3 separate regions of the Hordeum vulgare genome follow, and all the other regions are linked to region 2. Evidence: chromatin contacts called from public Hi-C data. All regions are on one chromosome and are shown on one strand. The core of a region is the stretch at or near the end of the contact, and the rest is flanking DNA. Distances in the headings are between cores, read along the strand shown. Region 1 holds the start of LOC123427093 (transcription factor bHLH153-like). Region 2 holds the start of LOC123427092. Region 3 holds the start of LOC123427089 (phosphoglycolate phosphatase 1A, chloroplastic-like).

Evidence for each region. Hi-C and Micro-C count contacts between places; a contact is called where the count stands out from the background.
Region 1: a Hi-C map of seedling shows a contact between it and region 2, with 2.7 times the contacts expected there. The contact joins the promoter of LOC123427093 here to the promoter of LOC123427092 in region 2. A contact is called at or near these places in 4 of 6 Hi-C or Micro-C datasets (leaf and seedling) and 1 of 1 datasets of contacts at active chromatin or transcription factors (embryo).
Region 3: a contact with region 2 is called in a Hi-C map of seedling, with 6 times the contacts expected there. The contact joins the promoter of LOC123427089 here to the promoter of LOC123427092 in region 2. A contact is called at or near these places in 4 of 6 Hi-C or Micro-C datasets (leaf and seedling).

Annotation. Positions count from the first base shown.
Region 1 is chr2H:539,073,692-539,076,391 of MorexV3_pseudomolecules_assembly, forward strand. LOC123427093 (transcription factor bHLH153-like) reads left to right here and starts at 1,357. Exons shown (of 5, transcript XM_045111049.1): 1 at 1,357-1,674.
Region 2 is chr2H:538,888,841-538,891,578 of MorexV3_pseudomolecules_assembly, forward strand. LOC123427092 reads left to right here and starts at 1,297. Exons shown (of 4, transcript XM_045111046.1): 1 at 1,297-1,685.
Region 3 is chr2H:538,658,112-538,660,811 of MorexV3_pseudomolecules_assembly, forward strand. It overlaps LOC123427089 (phosphoglycolate phosphatase 1A, chloroplastic-like), which reads right to left and starts at 1,272. Exons shown (of 11, transcript XM_045111043.1): 1 at 878-1,272; 2 at 710-777; 3 at 512-604; 4 at 355-426; 5 at 168-239. The coding sequence starts at 1,130.

The sequences.
Region 1 (2,700 bases), core at 107-2,606, 180 kb after region 2:
CCCCTTGCATCATGTGCGTGCCTCCCGCCCTTCCTCTTGGGCAACTCCATGGCCCGCTCCTCGGGCGTCAACTCCTTCTTCTTCTTTTTGGGCGACGAGCGGCCTTGCTGGGGGCGCGGACCTTGCCTCTGGCTTCGACGGCGGCGACGGATGAGGCCATTGAGGAGATGGCGGTGGCGGCCTCGAAGTCGTCGTCCCGGGAGCGAGCGGGAGAGTATGGGGGAAATTGAGGGAAAAAGGTGACCACTTTGTCGCCGACTTGCGGGCCACGGAGGGAAGTGTCCGCGTCTACGCAAATCAGGCTCAAAACTAAACCAGAATGGGTCGATAGGCGGACAAAAAGCGGACACGCGTCCTTTTAGGTCGACGCGTTTGACCAACTTTTTGTCTGTGTGGACCCAAACGAACGATGAGGGACGAAATGGATCGCCCCGTTGAAGTTGCTCTTCATACACGTAGAAACCCAGAAAAACAAGGCAAATATATTCATAGAAGAGAGAAAAACTAATAGTACACGTGATCCTCTTTTCTTTCCGGAACCATTCCAAATTCGCTAAATTCGGCAATACGCGTAGGCTTCGCCAAGAGCGGCACGCAAACGCCTGCTAGCCACCGCACGTCTACACTCTCTACACCCTATCCCATACGTATTTCCCTCGTCGACAGAAGAACACCACCAGGCTGTGCACGCATCGCTGTACTGCGTCGCATACGGCGTAACCCAACCCCAGCCCGGACGTGGACAAGTCGCCGGTCGACGATGCATGCAGGAAAACACACACCTCCCCTGGTGGCTGGCTGGCGATCGCCTCGCCGTCCCTTTCGGCGCATGCATCCCCGCACAAATGTCACCCGCACGGCGCCCCCCGCTGCCCCTGCGCCTGCGCGGCGCGGCACGGCACCGCACCGCACCGCAAAGCGAGAGAGCATGCACGGACGGACCCGTTTGTCCCCGTCCCTCTCTGTGGGCTGGGCTGGGCTGGGCATATGGCGTCACCCCGCGAGCCCTGTCCTCTCCTGCACCCCTCTCCCCCGGTCACGCCTTTGGCCCCATCCCTTCCCCTCCCCTCCTCTCCTCTCTCTCCTCTGGATATTAGCTGTCATGGAAAGTGAGGCCAAAACAATCTGCTAGGCGCACGCAGACGCAGACGCAGGCGCGCCGTTTCCCAGCGGCTCCACGTCACCCTTCTGCGGCCCTTTTTCGCTTTGCTTGGTGCAGTCCGGGACGTGCGCCGAAGGATTTCGTGAGAGCAAGAATCCATTTCCGTCGTCACGCTCGGGCACATAGCGCGCCGCTCTTCTAATCTAATAAAAGCATCCGGTTTCCTCGTCTTAGAAAAAGAGAAATCTATCCATCCATCTATCTGCCGCTGCCGGTAGCCACCGCCCGCTCCCTGCCCGCGTCTCTCGTCTTGTGTGTATATATAAATGCTCAGGGGCTCCCTGATCCCCAATTGTCCCAGGGCGGCCCCTCTCCCCCAACTCCATCCTTAAACCCCCCATAAGCCTTTTCTCTTTCCTTTCTCTCTTCTATCTACTCTTTGCACTTTCTCCGACTCCGGGAACCACACACGGCGAGGCGAGGAGGCGTCGGAGCTCGCTGCCGTGGCGGCGCAACTCCGCCGGTGGAGTCGAGTCGAGTCTGGGTCTCCCTATATCAAACTGCCTCTGCAGGTAAGACCAGCCCTTTCGCTTGATGCAGGCATGCAGTTAGTCTCTTAGTTTGCTATACGTTTGCCTCGATCTGTTAATTACTTCTCCCCCCGTGCCAGTTAGCTAGCTACCGAACGATCGCTAGCTGATACAGCTAGTCATACGGATTACGGAGACATCTTCTTCTTCCTCTTGCTTGGCTTAACTTGGTATGGCGCCGGCAGACTTTAAGAGCATAGCTGCACACCAGCCATGGCGGTCTTGTCACCGTCCGTTCTTTGAGAGAGAGAGAGGGAGGGGAAACGGAGGAGCAGGCGGTGGCGTGTGTATGGCGCGAGGTACAGACGCGTAGACGTACGTACGTACGTGTCAGCAGGCGCAGCGGGAGCGGGCGAGGGCTCTCCCTACAGCTGGCTCCTGGGTGGACATCTAGCTACGTCGGCGACCGGATTAATTAGCCACGACCCGACCCCGACCCCGACCAGACGAGGCCTTAATTAAGCGCCAGGGTGGTTGATTAGGCGCCGGATATATACGCACACACACGAACATAAACAAGCACCCCGGCCCGTGATTGCGTCGCGACGAGGCAAGTACGTACTCAGCACTCAGCAGCATTCATCACGGCCGGCCGGTAGACCAGTGACAAAACGTACTCTTATGGAGTACAAACACGCAGTAATGCTAATTCCGAAAGAAAAAGAAAAAGGCAACAGTGGGTGCAGTACTGTGCTACACCATGGCATGGAGACACGAGGGAAGGGAAAGCCCTACCGCTCGAGCGCGTGCGTGCATGCCATGCCATGCCATGCTAGTTGACAAATTCGTCAATCATGGTTTCTGTTACCAGCATCGCATCATCGACGGGACAAAGCGCCTTGTCCTTTCTTCTTTCCCAGCTTCCTTCCACACTTCATCCACCTGCTCGCTCCTCCCTTTTCCTCATCTCATCTCATCTCATCTCTCACAAGTAAAGAAAAAGTGTGTACCAAGCCATGCATGCATCCATACAAAAGCCCATAACATCTTTACAGCAAAAAGTGAAAC
Region 2 (2,738 bases), core at 47-2,546:
TTAAATTTCTTTCACGAAATACACGGATTTGCTTGCATGACAGGCACAGTTGTGTCTCTTGGAAGCGAAAGGAAATATCTTTTCATATTTTCTTCCGCGAGAGTTATGGATTTGCTTTCGTGAGAAGGATACTCATGCCTCTCGAAATCGAAAAGAACACATTTTTCCTTCCATGTAAGGCACGAATTTGTTCCGCGAGATGCGCAGTTATGCCTTGTGAAAACGAAAAAGAACATATATTTTTTCCTTTGCGAAAGGCATCGATTTGCTTTGGTGAGAGACACAGTTGTTCCATTTGGAAACGAGAAAAATATCTTTTTTTACTTCCGCGAGAGACATGCATTTACTTCTTGTGGAGGCATAAATTTGCTTCCGCGAGTCATGCCTTTTTTGAAAAGGAAAAAAACATGCTTCCGGTTTGATTTTTTCGTCCGGTTTTGTCTGTGAAAAATAATTTTCATCAAAATATATTAGAATAGGATCTACGTTTAGAATTCTAACATGAAAACGGTTTAAAATTTAGACGCACGGTTTAAAAGATATATATTTTTGAATAAATAAATCTACAAAAAGGAAAAACTCTCAAGTCGCAATAAATGATACACATGCAGTGCATCATTTGTCATGATCTGAAAAGATGGAATTGATATTTACAAAAAGTGCTCTTTAATTAGTGATTCGGAGGATTTGCCAAGTCTAAAACAAACTTTCAAAAAGCACCGTGGGATATTTTTGGGCCTGTTGGCGTGAAGTAGGCCCAGAAGTAACCAACCAGCCCAAACGGGCTACATGGTAGAGTACTCGACAGGAAGTCTTATATGACGCCTTCAGCGCCGGTTAGAGGAACAGGCGCCTGTTGCGCTCCTCCTCGTGGGCCGGCCCATGTAAAATGCGTCGGCTACTAAAAAATCAAAAAAAGTTCACAGTATTTCAAAAAGTTTAAATTTGCGAAAAAATTAAATAATTATGAAAACAAGTTCACCTATTTTTGAAATATGTTCATGGATTTTCAAAAAGTTCACATAATTCGAAAAACATTCATTAATTTTTAAAAACAGTTCACTGATTTTGAAAAAAGTTCAGAGATTTGAAATTATGTTTATAGATTTTTTAAAAATTTCACCGATTTAAAAAAATTCATCAATTTCAGAAAAAGTTCACGGGTTAAAAAAAGTTCATGACGGATATCTAGATGGGCCGGCCCATTCCGAAGCGCTGCGGGCGCCGGTTAGCTAATTTTGCCTGTAACCGGCGCCTGTGGCGCTAAATAGGGTTTCCCTACTCCACTGTACAGTACGGTTGTACGAAAAGGTTCCGCTATGCAGCCGAAAAAAACGACGACGCAATCCAATCCTTCCTCTCCCCACCCCGCCTCCCCTCCGCAGTCCCCGCTCACCGCCGACCGGGGAGCTTGTCGCGGCGCGGCGCGGCACGGCGGAGCCAAGCTCTACTCCTCCTCCCGTACCTTTCTTTCCTCTCCCTCCCGAGTCCGCCCGACCTACTGACGCGGCTCTGAATCTCTCATATAGCATATACCACAGGCTACAGCTGACGCCTCGATCCCGCCCCCGCCCCCGCCCCCGCCCCCGCCCCCAGACGACCCGCCGTCACCGTTCTTCCTCGCCGGGACGTCGCGTTCCGGCCTTATCCACCCCGTCCGCAGTCTTTGGCCATTGGGTTTTGAGGTATGAGGTTTCACCCTCCACTCCAGCGATTAGATTAATCCTGCTGACCTTCACAATTTTCGGGTGTCTTTGCGCACCCGGCACACCATCTAGATCTGTCCCCTGGCTATCCACCTACGAGCTGTACCTGTACGTAGTACGTTTTTTGCTTTGCCCGTGACATGATTTTCTGCTTGTTGGGTGCGTTTTAAGTTTACCAGGATTCATGTTCAAGAGTATCGGGAATGCGTACAAGGGTAGAATGCTGCACTTCAGCCTACATTGGTGTTCAAGTGTGGTTTCATGACGGTTGGCTGTTGCATTTGTACTTAGATTTTGGGGTAGTTTTGTGGCAGGCTTGGAATTCCTATAAAGCATATTTTAGGTGGGGCTCATAGGATTCACCTAGGGATGCAAATGGTGCAACAAACGGTGCTCACAAGTCCTGTTTAGTTAGCTCGATAATTCATTTTCCCCGGGAAAAAAAACTTTATTGAACTGTTAGACTGATAAGTGGGCTTAAACGGGGCTGGTTTACATCCCTAGTTTCACCTGATTTCCATCACTATCCTCTGTGATCATCCGGAATATTGCTCTACCTAGAAATTCTTTTTTCTTCTGCCGAAAATTCTTTCACACGGACTCAGTTCATTGTTTGGAAAGCTGTTGACAGCATACATGTTTTTTTTTTTTTGATAAAGGGCATTTCATTGAATTGAGATATCGAGTTGATACAATCGCATCGCAAAAAAAACCCGGCCTCTGCATAACTTGATGCACGCAGCCAACGCAGACCCGAAAGAAGTGAAAAGTACCAACAGAAAAGGTAACTAAAAAATGTGGTCTAGCAGCCTAAGATGTAGCAGATCCTATCCGAAGGTCAGACCGCCATCCATGGGTGTAGAAAACCTCCATGGCCGTACGCTCCAGCCGTATAGACGCCATCATAAAAAGGTCCCTGTCTTCCGGCTTCTGCAGGATAGACCAAGTACGGAGCCATCGCGAACATGTATGAATAACCTCCACAGGAGATGGAACACATTTTTTGTTGAAGACTATATCATTCCTGGTAAC
Region 3 (2,700 bases), core at 22-2,521, 230 kb before region 2:
GTCGTGTAAGTTTGTCCAAACTCTCGTCCACTCAGCTGATGCTGATTAGCATGCAACATTGGCTAAACCACCTACTACTATAATAACATGCTAAAACGAAAACATGATCTTGGTCTGTTAAATAATCATGAATATCACAGAGAAAGGAGTCACTCTTTGTTACATACAGGTCCGCCGAGGTACTGAAAGCCAGCCAGCTCGAGCTCCTTGAGGATCCCTTCCTCTCCAATCACGTAAACCTGGACCATAGAAATACTTAACCCTGCTCTTGATTTTTTGGTGCTAAATCATGTGTGCCAATGCAATACAATGCAATGCAGCCAGATTTTCTAATGATGTTGACTGATGTACTACCTTCTTGTCTTTGGGGAAATCGATGGACTCCAGGTATGCGGCAGCTGCGAAGGACGAAGCAAATATCTCTTCCTGCACATTGACCGGCCATGCCTCGTCAAGTCAATTAGCAGGAGCATAAATTGTCAAGGGAGACAGCAGTTGATGACAGGCATACCTCGTTGACACTGAGCCCGAGCGTCTCGAATTTCTTCCCGTACTGCTTCCTCGACTTGGTGGAATTGTTGGTCACGAACACCAGCCTCTTGCCCTGCAGCACAGCAACAGCTTGATGAAACCAGCAAGAACCCATATGAAGTGTGAGAAGATGATCCATTCTGCGAATCTACCAGAGCCATTACAGTTCATAGCAGACCTTTGATCTGAGCAGGTCGAGCGTCTCCGGCACGCCGTCGATCAGCTTGTCGCCCTTCCAGATCACCCCTACGCGCCACAACGACAAGAAGAAGAGAGCAGCCAATTCATTCAGGAAAAGCTCCAGCAAACTGGTAACTAGACCTTGAGCGATTGATCAGTCTCTCACCATCGCAGTCGAATATGAACGTCTCGACGGAGTCGATGAGCGCCTCGGCGTCCTCCAGCTTTGCCGCCGGGACTGCCGCCGCAGCCGCCATCACGGGCCGTCTGGGGGCGCTGTTCGGCGATGCCGTGGCTAGGACGCCGCCCGTGCGCTGGCTCCTCCCGAAGGACGCGGACGGCGGCAGCGTCTGTGACGACGGGGTAGGGGTGGAGGAGGTGGAGGCGAGGAAGCTGGGGGAGGCGCGAGCCAGGAGCATCGCTGCTTCGATGCTAGTACGTTTTTCTTTGAAGAGGATCGGGTGGCGTTTGGTTGGTGTGGTCTCGGTTTGGGCGATGTAACGGTATATGCCTATGTGGCTGTGCCATGGATGAACATTTCTCGTGTCCCGTCTGGTTGGTGTGGCGCGTCCATGGCTTGCGGATTTGTGGCTGGCAAGGCAAAGGGGAGGGATTGGGGCTAGTGTTGCTGTGGTTGTGGTTCGAGATAGTGTTTGCACTCGTGCAAAGGTCGGGAGAAAACGAAACCGCCGAATTAACAAGGGAAATGATTCTTCAACCGACCAACTTTAAGCGAGAGTCCACCGTATCCGTGCCTGTTGGATGGGTTCCGTTAAATGGTCATGAACCAACCCCTCCGTATCCACGTTCTACAACTGCTTCATTGTTTTTGCAACCAACCCTGCAACGTGTAAAAAAAATTCTTGTAGCACGACCCATGTTACAAAAACAAATCCGACAACACAACTCATATTACATAAAAAAATCCCGCAACATGATTCATGTTGTAAAAGAAATCCATAACATATGATCCATCTTGCAAAAAGAAATCCGGCAACACGACCCATATTGTAAAAGAACCCGCAATATAATCACCATTGCAAACGTCTCTGCACAAGAGATCTGTTACGAAGTACAATTGTTAGATCCAACGGCTCACTAGGCGGTGAATCTTTCTAAAAGATTCGCCGGCTGAGACGTAGCACCCCAATTAATAACTACTCCTCGGTTTTTAAATATGAGTCTTTTTAAAGATTCCACTATAAACTACATACAGATGCATATAGACATAATTTAGAATGTGGATTCACTCATTTTGTTCCGTTTGTAGTCCGCAATGAAATTGCTAGAGAGACTTATATTTAGGAACGGGGAAGTAGGAAAAAAGTGAAATTTGACTACAACATGATGTTTGGATCGAGTATTTGCTATCTATTCATGCCAACTAGCTGTTACATGGACCGTAATACTTCTTTTTCCATAATGCGACTACGGCTAGAAAGAAGAGGAATAATATTAAGAAACTTCTGGATGACACCGGGGTTTGGAAGCAAGGTACGGAGTTGGAAGATCACATTGTCAGTTTCGTAACCGAGTGAGGAAATCTTATCCCTCTTTTGGAGAAGAGTGTCCATTGAAATGAATAATGCCTTCCTTGTTCCTTACACTGCTGAAGATGTGTGTAAGGCTTTATTCGCCATTGGCAATTTGAAAGCTCCGGGGCCTGATGGTCTTCACGTTATTTTTTATAAGACATTTTGGCCTATGTTTGGGAACGATTTAATTGAAGAGGTTGTTAGGCCATATTTATTTCTTAGTGGTTTTGATGATTGATGAAAATGCATTTACGGACTAATCGTATGCATTAAGCCTTTCAGATAATTTACATATGGCACAAGACGATTCTTGCCCCTCGGTGGATAATAGCGAAGACGGTTATTTTTCTGCATTTCGTTTTCGGTGAAATTGAATCGTAGGGGAACCGTACTATTAAGAGGGGGTACACATCGGAAAGGTTTGGGTGGAATCAACACTACCCTTTCGTTTGCA